Linked DNA regions of Mus musculus: all the other regions are linked to region 1. Evidence: chromatin contacts called from public HiChIP or PLAC-seq and promoter capture Hi-C data. All regions are on one chromosome and are shown on one strand. The core of a region is the stretch at or near the end of the contact, and the rest is flanking DNA. Distances in the headings are between cores, read along the strand shown. Region 1 holds the start of 9930014A18Rik (RIKEN cDNA 9930014A18 gene). Region 2 holds the start of Fam91a1 (family with sequence similarity 91, member A1). Region 3 has its middle 66 kb from the start of 4930449C09Rik. Region 4 has its middle 39 kb from the start of 4930449C09Rik.

Region 1 (2,782 bases), core at 203-2,702:
CACGCCAAGGTAGCCTAGCAGGTTCTTGGGGGTGCAGACATTGAAGGACGTCAAAGGGCTAGTTAGGATCCGGAGTGGGAGGGGAAGTTAGGAAAGAGAAGGAAATTGGAATAAAGTTTCTATTTCCTTCCCTCCCCCACTCCTGCCCAGGGTTGGCAGGTAGGGCGCGGGCGGAAGCTGTCGGAGCTGCTGATGCAATGGCTTTGGCTGGGTCCAGGTGATAGCTGGAGGAAGGGGAAAGCTGGAGTGGCCATGTCTCCAGTGATCGTGACCTTAGTGGTGTAGAAACGCGAGGAAGCACGTCCCCCAGACTTCTCCTAAAATGGCTCCAGGTGCTCGGGCCCCTACCGGTTCTTTTTCAAGAAACAAACGTCTTTTTCTGGAGTGGCACCTACAAACATCTCCCTCGTCTTCTCTTCCAACAGGTGGCTTTAGCCCCTGCCCGGGCACCAGTGCCAATGACTCTGACGGTGGTTTCGCTTTCTCCTCTTGAAGTCTTGTGAACGAGAGTCCACAGCGTAATGGGCAACCAGGTGGAAAAACTGACCCACCTAAGTTATAAGGAAGTTCCCACGGCCGACCCGACCGGCGTGGATCGAGACGATGGGCCCCGCATCGGAGTCTCTTATATTTTCTCCAATGACGACGAGGATGTGGAACCTCAGCCACCGCCCCAGGGGCTTGATGGCGGAGCTTTGTCCGACTCCGGGGATCGGCCTCCCCTGCCCCCGCCGCAGCCCTACGACCCGCGGCAGCACGAGGTGGAATGCTCGGTGTTTTATCGTGATGAGTGCATCTATCAGAAAAGCTTCGCGCCAGGATCGGCGGCTCTGAGCACCTACACACCGGAGAACTTGCTCAACAAGTGCAGTCCGGGTGACCTGGTGGAGTTTGTATCGCAGGCTCAATACCCGCACTGGGCTGTCTACGTGGGCAATTTCCAGGTGGTGCATTTGCACCGGCTGGAGGTGAGCAACAGCTTCCTGACCGATGCGAGCCAGGGCCGGCGCGGCCGCGTGGTCAACGATCTGTATCGCTACAAGCCACTGAGCCCTAGCGCTGTAGTGCGCAACGCGCTGGCCCACGTGGGCGCCAAGGAGCGCGAGCTCAGCTGGCGCAACTCCGAGAGCTTTGCGGCCTGGTGCCGCTATGGCAAACGCGAGTTCAAGATCGGTGGCGAGCTGCGCATCGGCAAGCAGCCCTACCGTTTGCAGATTCAGCTCTCGGCTCAGCGCAGCCACACTCTCGAGTTCCAGAGCCTGGAGGACTTGATCATGGAGAAGCGGCGCAACGACCAGATCGGACGCGCGGCGGTGCTACAGGAGCTCGCCACGCACCTGCACCCGGCTGAGCCGGATGAGGGCGACAGCGACGCGACTCGGACTACACCGTCCCCCCTGCGTCCCCCAGCATCGGGCTCCGAGGAGGAGAACGGAGACTCGGTCGTGCACTGATACTTGAACTGGGCTCAGAGCTACAAAAGGAAGCTGTTTGCTGCAGCCACGCCCTCTTCCTCCCGCTCTTCTCCCCCCCCCAACACTTGGGCCCCATTTAGTATTCCTGGGCCTTTTGGAAAAAGCGGAGTTGGTGAAATGTACTGCAGGCTTTGGACAGGGGAGGAGGAAGGGGACTTAGGGAGCAGGTAGGATTGGCTGGTGGGTGGCCATGGGATGCTTTTTCTTCAGGCCCTCTCAGTCCACCTTCCTTTCCCAGGTGGGGTAAAGTGGGAACTTGCTTGCGGCTTCAACCCTATCAGATCTGGGACCAAATTTAACCCTTCGTATACAAGCAGGCTTGGGGGAAATCTCAGAGCACATTTGCCCTGCATTCTGTCTCTCTGGATCCCTCACTACACTCAGCTTGGAGGATGCAGGGTACAAAGGCCGGAGAGGATTGGGGAGGAGCCGCTTCGGGTCTGCTGGGAGAACTGCTTATCTGCTTCCCCCGCTGAGCTGTGCTTGGGATCCTAGAAGCTGGAGTGATTTATTTTTATGGGATTCCCGGGGCACAAGGCTGCTGAAACTACAAGATCTGGGATCAGCAGACCAAAACCAAACAGCCCCGTATTAAGTGCAGCAAATACTTTAGCAAACTCAGGCTACAGGCTACAAAAGGATTTCACTACCTCCCCCTCCCTATCCCCAAGTACCTCCTCTTGGGAAGCTGGCTCTAAGCGGAGTCTTTGGCTTAGACTCCAATTCCTTCCCCCGGTTACAAGTAAATCATTGTCAAGGGCCAGCCAGGGAAAGGATTCAATTAAGGTGCCATTCTGCCTCCTGTGTTTTTGGCCTGCTGTTGTGGACTCTTAGAGCTATGGTGTTGTTATCAGGGGAGGCAATAGCCCTTTGTGTCTCTGATCTAATTAAACCTGTTTGGCGTGTTCATCTGCAGGTCACAGATGGGGTTGGCTTGTGCCACCCCATAAAGTATCCTCTAGGGAATCAACCAGTGCTACCCTGGAAAGAATTAAATCTCTCCTTGTCCCCTTGCTAAGTGGTGAAAGTAACCCTTTAAAAACCAAGCTGGACCTAGGGTTCGTTTTGCTTTTTGTTTTTCTCTCCCTGGTCTCCCTTCCTCGACAGACAGTTGCTGTGGTAGGGTGAGGGTTACTTTGCCATCCATGATGGGTGAAGTTTAAAGTACAAAGTCTTGTCATATGTACCCAATTTCTTTGTGGCTTGGAGAACATCCGATTCAGAACCCTTTACTAAGGGTGGTGGCATCAGACACAGATCCCATGTAGTACTGTCAGAAGAGATTTGATGACAGTCCCAAACGTAGG
Region 2 (2,735 bases), core at 95-2,594, 2.4 Mb after region 1:
AACCTATAGACCTTTGCCCCTGAAACACACCTAGGGTTCTGGTGTCTTAGAAGTATTTTGTCACGTGATGTCCACCAGACCCTTAACTCGTTCTCTAGAACTAGGACTCAAAGTAAATCACAAGAATCATAAAAACATTACCACCACCATTCCATAATTCCAAAAGTATACCTGCTGCCCACCACCAAGAGAAACCAGAAATCAGAGGAACTTAGAAACGGTGGGCAGCGAACCCCTGCATTGCATGTAGTAAACATACTATACATGTAAGCACACACATCAAGGCCTTCGTAAAAGTTCAAACCACCTATCCGTTCTTTTCTTTCACCAGTCCATTTACTCTGTCTCTGACAGAAAAGACTCTCCGTGGAGGCAGGATCCTTAAACTATCTGCATGCTCAGTAAACACGACTGAGTAAAACTACCATTCATTGTAAGCATTCGATTAAAAAACAAAAACAAAACCCCTCGGGTCATGCTCCCGTTGATCCTTTATAAACTCAGGCTGTGTAAAGGACGAAGTCCGACAACACAAACCACACACGTACCCTTCCAAATCAGGCCTGACTGCTCTGTCAGCCTCGGCAGCTATCACCCTCACGCATCCAGCCAACATTTCCAAGTGGATCGGAACACGTCTCCGAACTCTGGTGATTGTTCACAGCTCCGGAGACGTACTCTTCCCTCTTCCCGGGGGTGGAGGGCCTTCGTTCCTCATCTTAGTAACTTTTAGTGGTCTTCCAGGGCCAACTTTAAATGCTTTCAGTTACACATGCAACTCCAAGCAGGCAACCTAACCCCCAGAAACGCTCCAGAGGAGGTACGTGTGATCTGTCGCTTTGCACTCCCTTCTCCCACCACTCTCAAGTTTGGGGGCCCGGGGACTTTATTAAAATAAAGATTGCAGGCCGAGGTACCAGGCGAGTCCGGGGGGACACCCGTCCAGCCTTCTTGGGAGACAGCGCACGCCCAGTTTCCCCGAGCCCCCCGACGGCCCGCAGGTCAGGCGACAGAGAAGCAGGGCGGAGCCATACCTGCTTCACGTTCGTTGGCAACTTGCTCCAAGGATAATTGTGCCGGATGTGGAACTCAACGTCGATGTTCATGATGCCGGAGCCCAGGCCCGCGGCGGCCGCGGCTGCCACGCCGCCTGCCGCCCGCGAGCGCCCGGCCTGTCAGCGGAGCCCGCACGTCTAGGCCGCACGAGCACGGCGCCGCCCCATGGCCAGGCCCCCACAGGTCCGCGCGGCGCCGGCCACGGGGCACGGACGGGAGCGCCAACTACGACCCGCGCCTCGGCAGCTCCAAGTTTCTTCCTAGTTTCGGCCTGCCGGAAATGGCTCTGTGCCGACGTCACTTCCGCTCACTGGCCTAGGTCCGAGCGTGGAGCTCCGCCCCCACCCCACCCCCCGCACGTGGTTGAACGGTGCGAGGAAGGCGGGACTCAGAGACCCTCCGAGCCCAGCCAGCCGCGCCTGCGCATTGGGGTGACAGAGGCTCCCTGGTCTGCACCTCTGGGTTTGTGTGACTCAGTTTCCCGAATGTGTGTCTCCAATGGCTCTGTCGGTTGTCTGAGCAAAAGCGCTTCTAATGAAAGAACCACTCTCGCCACCCTGCCGAACAAGAGAACACCGAGTATGCCTGGGCCCCCCCCACCCATTGGCCTAGAGTCGCTAGCGGCGTCATCCCTTCCAAGCATTCGCTGTATCCTGGGGATGGAGAACGTTGGACTCCTTCCAAGATCCAAATTCTTAAAATGTAGGGATTTGAGGTGCAGAAATGTTAACTTGCTTCGATCGCCTTTTTAAACGCAGAACTGGGATGGTTATCCCTACAGCTCTCCTGAGGTCTTTGGGAACGGTTTCTTCCAGAGTATATTTTATTTCCTAAGCAAACTCATTTAACTGCAAGACTTCAGTGGTTCTTTGTCTATTTTTTCATTTTAAAGCAATGTTTTTAAGTCATGTTTTGTTATACACTACTGATAAGAACTGAAAACATTAAAGACGCTTAATCCATACCTCAACAACTGGCCAGTCTGAGGCATGCCATTATATCTAATTATTTGAAACTATTATGGTACACACTGCTCTTACATAGGTGTATTGGTCTGGTTATCTGATCGCAGTAACTTCCTATCCTGCTGAGATCCTCCTCAACGTAGCTAAAATGTTCTGAACTCCAGTAATGCAACAGTATTCAAAAGTATGATCTGTCTACTATGTATCATTCCCTTGCCTCAACAGTCAGTGAAACATTGCCACAGCGACTAGGCCTATCAGAAGAAGAAAGTGAGGTTGGCAGGGCTACAAGAGCCCTCAGAATGGCAGAGCCCACTGGTTTTCACAATGTATTATTTTATGTATGAGTGTTTTGCCTGCATGTGTGTGTGTGTGTGTGTGTGTGTGTGTGTGTGTGTGCACCACCAGTGTGCCTTGTACCTTCAGAGGCCAGAAGAGAGCATCAGATATCAGGTGCCCAGAAGTTGGATTTCAGATTTTTTTTTGCTAAACAAAAGCAAGTGATTTTAGCTGCTGGGCCAACTGTCCAGGCCCAGCCCAAGGCTGTTTATTGGAACCATCCTGTGAATTCCTCAGGAACACCCTTCATAGAAATATTCTGTCTCCTGCTTTAGTTTAGGAAAGTTCATTTAGAGTTAGTGAAATAAATACCCCCTACATTTTTCATAATTCGCATGTGAACAAACAGTATTCTTCAGAATCGTTTTATCTAGT
Region 3 (2,700 bases), core at 53-2,552, 2.8 Mb before region 1:
TGGGTCCATCTTTCTACGATCCTCTCAACTGTTCTAACGACACAAAGTTCCATTTTGGGAGTTGTACCAGGCCACCTTGGGAAAACAAAATCTGTCTCCATTTCTCAATTGCCATTTGAGGGTCCAGCGGAAAGAACACAAATTTGAACAAACAGTATTTCATTGTATATTCAACAGAGAAACACACTCTTGTATGTCAACATTACGAGGAAGGCTGAGGATAGCTTTATAGTTTCTCTGAGGAAACGATCGTTCAGTTGGTACAAACGCTTATAGGACTTTTTATCTTACTCTTCATAGCCACTGGTCCCTGAAGAGAAGCTCTTTTATCACACTGGATTTCTCTGTTTCCCACTTGAGAACCTTAACCCCTTGGAGTAGGATCTATGCGCTTTGTAATCCAGAAGTTTTTATTCGGATACCATACTCATTTCTATCCTGGCACATGTTAGCAAGAGAAGAGTAAAAATTGTTAATTCATGGGAGAAAATAACAGCATTAATGAATGTATAGATTTACAAAGACACACATATACCATACTCATTTCTATCCTGGTACATGTTAGCAAGAGAAGAGTAAAAATTGTTAATTCATGGAGAAAATAACAACATTAATGAATGTATAGATTTACAAAGACACACATATACCATACTCATTTCTATCCTGGTACATGTTAGCAAGAGAAGAGTAAAAATTGTTAATTCATGGAGAAAATAACAGCATTAATGAATGTATAGATTTACAAAGACACACATATACCATACTCATTTCTATCCTGGTACATGTTAGCAAGAGAAGAGTAAAAATTGTTAATTCATGGGAGAAAATAACAGCATTAACGAATGTATAGATTTACAAAGGCACACATCATTGGATTGCTTTTGAACCCCATTCTCACTCCCCAGTCCTGTGCACCTAGGAGATACAGCATATAGCTTAGGTTGTTATGTATGCAAGGGGATTTAGAAGAGATCCTTTGGAGGAATGTCATATTTTAAAGATGGAGCTACTTTAAAAAAAAAAAGAGTCTCTCTGACCTTGAGTAAGCAACTTTATACACCATCTTACATGGCTGGTTTTAAATTGTCTGTTAGAGGCCACAATGGTAGCTGTTCTGCCAGGCCCTGAGACTGTTCAAGGGATGAAGCGAGATAATGCAGGTGAAGTCTTAAGTACTGGCTTAAGGGCAGCTGTGTGCGTAGTGTTTGAAAAATGTGCGCACTGGGAGCAGGAGGCTTGATTTCAAGCCTCCAGGCTGCACATCTTGAAGCTGAACTATGTTCAGGGTGAATCAAACAATTCCAAATACTGGCAGCAGGGGGCGCTCTTGCACTTTCCTTAGATTGTCCTAATCGGCTAAGAGGAGGAAACAACTTTTTGTCTCCATTTTCTAATTTAGTTCTTGGGTCCATTTGGGTGTGGAGGACAACATTGTGTCCGTTCACTGGGATGGTCCAGCCCATGAATTTCCAAAATGGCAGCAGTCTGATCTAGATTGATTTTGTTTTTATCTGTGCTTTGTGTAGGTGCCACAGACAATCTGGGTCCCTGGTCTGGCATGTAGGACAGATAGGTGCTGACCCTGTGACCTAAATTTCACAAGAAGAGTCCAGGTCAACAAAGAGTTTGATAGTTCGAGGGGCCAAACTGTCTTCTGGCTTGTTCATGATCGACCTGTGGTAGCATGGTGTGTAGCAGTAGCGGGGATATTCTGCTGTACTGTCAGGAATGAAGATGAGATGTGGAATGTGGGTCCTAGGGGGTACATCTTAAAAGCCCTAGCTAGTGTGGATGGGTCGTTATGGGACGGCATCAATGAGTAAATGAGTCCATGTTGCATCATTGCCATCTTATCATGGACACTGGAAGCCTTGAAGATAAATGAGAAAGGTGTGAGACACATATGGCATATATGGGTTTACAGAAACTCAGCTCAGGCCTCACACTCTGGTATGCTTTGTGCTGGTCTTTGATGTGTGTGTGTGTGTCAGAGTGGGGGTTAGGGGTTTCTACACCATACCCCTTTTGTTGATACTGACAATATAAAACCAAGAGGACAGTATAAGTAATTTTCCCAATGCAACTGACCAAGTTTTTTAAAAATGTGTATCATATACATATGTGTCTATATATGGCATATATGTATATATCATATATAAAATATATTTTAGACATAGTGCCAAAAGTGTGTGTGTATATACATACATATATATATATATATATATATATATATATACACATGTATATATATGTATATACACACACACACACACACACACACACATATATATATATATATATATATATATATATTCATTCAATTCTTGGATTGCAACCAATTAAGCCATTAAAGCGAGGTAAGTTGTTCCTTTAATCTGTGAATTTCATGTGAGTTTTACTAATGTCCCAATCACAAATCATGCCAAAATGAGGAGCTGAGTCCCACATTAAACTTGAGTTTCGTTAGCCTCCTTAAGCTCAGAAAAGCTTCCTGTCTTTTGCGACAATACTACCTTGGAAGGACACAGATTGAGGTATGTTGTAGACTCTTCCTCAAGCCAGTTTTCCCCACGATGCCTTGTGATCAGATTCAACTCCCGCATTTCTAGCCCCAGCATCGTGGAAGGGCTACTGTGTCTTTTCAAGCACTATGGTGGATACACATAATGCCAGCTTCCCTCATTACTGGTGATGTGAGCT
Region 4 (2,700 bases), core at 105-2,604, 2.9 Mb before region 1:
AGTCTTTAGGCCCCTGAGATTCTATTTTTGTGGCTCTAGTTTCTCAGGAGATCATGGTACAACTGAAGCAGCTTGAGTAAGGCGATTCTGTATGTGTAAGAATCTATTCATGTCCCTGGACACATCTGTGCTGGTTAATTTTATGTTAGCTTGATATAAGCTACAGTCATTTGGGATCCTCCATTGAAAAAAATAAATGCCCCTAGTAGATTGGCTTGTGGTAGATTTTCTTGATTGGTGATTGACATGGGAGGGCCCAGTGCCCTGCCCCCATACCCCATTACTATACAAGAAAGCAGGCTGAGCTTGCCCTGGGAAGCAAGCCAGTTCTCCTTTAAGCTTCTGCTTCAGTCTCTGCCTCCAGGCTCCTGCCCTGATTTTCCTCAGCTTTAAACTCTAACGTGGATCTGTAAATGAAATGAGCAAGCCCTTTCCTCCCTATGTTGTTTTTGTTCATGGTGTTTTATCATAAAAATAGAAAACCTAGCTAAGACAATGCCCTTCATCCTCCTGTCTTCCCATCATCCATCCATTCATGCATCCATTAAAAGACATCTCCTGGCCAGCATGGGACTGACCTAGGCCCTCTGCATATATGGTAAGATTGTATAGCTTCATCTTCTTGTGGGACACCTAACAGTGGGAGCAGGGGCTGTCTCTGATTCTTTTGCCTGCTTTTGGGACCCTTTCCTTCTTACTGGTTGCTTTGTTCAGCCTTGACGGAAAACTGTGGTTGGGATGTAAAAAAATAACAACAACATCTCCTGGCACATGACAACACTAGAATTCTAGCTCTTTTGTTTCTGACTTCTCCAGTAAGAGAACCAAGTAAGAAGGGGGAAAACAAAAACAAAAACAAAAACAAAAAATCCAACAACCCAGAAGTTCAGAGATGCCTATGTTGAAAATGCCCCGGAGCTTTTATGTTCATACTCCCAATAAACATGCAAGATGAATGCCATTTGATTCTGTCCTCTTTTTGTTGTAAAAGCACAGAGGTCTGGAACAGCTGTATCTTTGCACAGCTGTACAACTTGCTCAAAGGAACAGAAATGCACATCTATGGGCTATGTAGTATGCACTAGGTATGGCCTTCATGTTCACAATCTTACTGCACTGGGCACAACACTGAACAGAAATTTGTGTGTTTACATGTGTGTGTTTATGTGTGTGTGTGTGTGTGTGTGTGTGTGTGTGTGTGTGTGTGTGTGTGTATTTGATACAAATAAATGAGAAACAAGGGTACTGAGAAGTTATGGACTTGTTTACGTCATGGGTAGGAAGTGAAGCCTCTGGTCTTCCTATGGCCTCATGCTGTCTCCCCAGAGAACACACAGGGTCAAAGCTGTCACCTACTGCTAACCCTGACTCAGTGAGAGGCATCCTGGCTTTCTTCCCCTTTTCTTTCAAAGTTTCAATGAGAAGGGTCAGAAAGGAAAACCACAGCAGCAACATAAATAGCAGAGGAAGGACGAGGGTCGGAGAAGGGTCTTGGGAGTAAATGGTGGTTTGAAGATAACGTTTTGGACCAGGGCTGGGAACCTGGAAAACACAGACCTCCAAAAGACCGCCTTTTTCCGTTGACATTTCTGGAATGGTTGTGGGCCAGCTTTTCTTTCTTCTCTCAGCCCTGTCTCAGCAATGGCAGAGTCTTGTCATCTTTTGAGAGCTCTTCATGGACTCTCTGGGAGACGGTTCTCTGTCTGTTGGCCCTGACGCTTGTTCTCATTATTTCCAGCCCTTTCTGGATACACACTGCACTTGTGTGTGACCACCATCTTATTATAAGTGATCCCAGATCTAGACCTCCAGCCCATGTCTGCCCTGGCACACCATCTGTCTCACTCATGAAGGTGCCCAGTACCACTATCTCCAGGGAAGCCCCTCTCCTCCCACATTCCTAACTTCAGATAACAGAGACACTCCAAACAAGGTGTCTTTTTCTTCTTCTTCTTCTCCTTATTTACATTTCATACGTTTTCCCCTTTCCAGGACTCCCCTTCAGAAACCCCCTATCCTATCCCTTCTCCCCACTCACCAAAGCAGTTGATTGTCTTATCTCATGGTCTCTTGTTTCTGAGTGCCTGAGTACCTAATTAGTCTACGTGCTGGTTTAAAAGCAGAAAAATGAGGTATTAACCCTCATCTGCCTCCCAGCCCACAATATTATGTTGTGTGTGTTTGTGAGTTAGGCATCAGGCATTGAAGAGAATGCTCCCCCCCAATTTTTCTAATTGGATATTTTATTTATTTACATTTCTTTTTTTTAATTAGGTATTTTCCTCATTTACATTTCCAATGCTATCCCAAAAGCCCCCCATACCCTCCACCCCACTCCCCTACCTACCCATTCCCACTTTTTGTCCCTGGCATTCCCCTGTACTGGAGCATATAAAGTTTGCAAGTCCAATGGGCCTCTCTTTCCAGTGATGGCCTACTAGGCCATCTTTTGATATATATGCAGCTAGAGTCAAGAGCTCTGGGGTACTGGTTAGTTCATAATGTTGTTCCACCTATAGGGTTGCAGATCCCTTTAGCTCCTTGGGTATTTTCTCTAGCTCCTCCATTGGGGACCCTGTGATCCATCCAATAGCTAACTGTGAGCATCCACTTCTGTGTTTGCTAGGCCCCGGTGTAGTCTCACTAGAGACAGCTATATCAGGGTCCTTTCAGCAAAATCTTACTAGTGTATGCAATGGT

Evidence for each region. Promoter capture Hi-C pulls out the DNA fragments that hold promoters and counts their contacts. HiChIP or PLAC-seq counts read pairs in DNA pulled down with a chosen protein or histone mark.
Region 2: a promoter capture Hi-C map of pre-B cells shows a contact between it and region 1, with 5 times the contacts expected there. The contact joins the promoter of Fam91a1 here to the promoter of 9930014A18Rik in region 1. A contact is called at or near these places in 1 of 39 promoter capture datasets (pre-B cells) and 1 of 115 datasets of contacts at active chromatin or transcription factors (astrocytes).
Region 3: a contact with region 1 is called in an H3K4me3 HiChIP or PLAC-seq map of pro-B cells, with 15 times the contacts expected there. The contact joins the enhancer-like site here to the promoter of 9930014A18Rik in region 1. A contact is called at or near these places in 5 of 39 promoter capture datasets (cranial neural crest, embryonic stem cells, hippocampal neurons and 1 more), 2 of 484 Hi-C or Micro-C datasets (B cells and LSK cells), 9 of 115 datasets of contacts at active chromatin or transcription factors (the 230-238 cell line, acute myeloid leukemia, astrocytes and 6 more) and 1 of 9 other capture datasets (liver).
Region 4: a contact with region 1 is called in a promoter capture Hi-C map of 3T3-L1-derived adipocytes, with 10 times the contacts expected there. The contact joins the enhancer-like site here to the promoter of 9930014A18Rik in region 1. A contact is called at or near these places in 4 of 39 promoter capture datasets (3T3-L1-derived adipocytes, the SN4741 cell line, cranial neural crest and 1 more) and 5 of 115 datasets of contacts at active chromatin or transcription factors (acute myeloid leukemia, astrocytes, embryonic forebrain and 2 more).

Annotation. Positions count from the first base shown.
Region 1 is chr15:60,821,635-60,824,416 of GRCm38.p6, reverse strand. It overlaps 9930014A18Rik (RIKEN cDNA 9930014A18 gene), which reads right to left and starts at 1,452. Exons shown (of 3, transcript NR_030696.1): 1 at 1-1,452. Lratd2 (LRAT domain containing 1) reads left to right here. Exons shown (of 2, transcript NM_001162926.1): 2 at 426-2,782. The coding sequence starts at 522. The coding sequence ends at 1,454.
Region 2 is chr15:58,414,077-58,416,811 of GRCm38.p6, reverse strand. Fam91a1 (family with sequence similarity 91, member A1) reads right to left here and starts at 1,344. Exons shown (of 24, transcript NM_145959.3): 1 at 1,035-1,344. The coding sequence starts at 1,106.
Region 3 is chr15:63,651,348-63,654,047 of GRCm38.p6, reverse strand. No RefSeq gene overlaps it. Among named protein-coding and RNA genes, the nearest start is that of 4930449C09Rik, 66 kb to the left of the region's middle. Within about 2 kb of position 1,302, at least 38 of the 459 cell types and tissues checked have an H3K27ac peak or open chromatin away from gene starts, as enhancers often do. A contact at or near this core is called in acute myeloid leukemia and pro-B cells, where this site is marked.
Region 4 is chr15:63,677,800-63,680,499 of GRCm38.p6, reverse strand. No RefSeq gene overlaps it. Among named protein-coding and RNA genes, the nearest start is that of 4930449C09Rik, 39 kb to the left of the region's middle. Within about 2 kb of position 1,354, at least 29 of the 459 cell types and tissues checked have an H3K27ac peak or open chromatin away from gene starts, as enhancers often do. A contact at or near this core is called in acute myeloid leukemia, where this site is marked.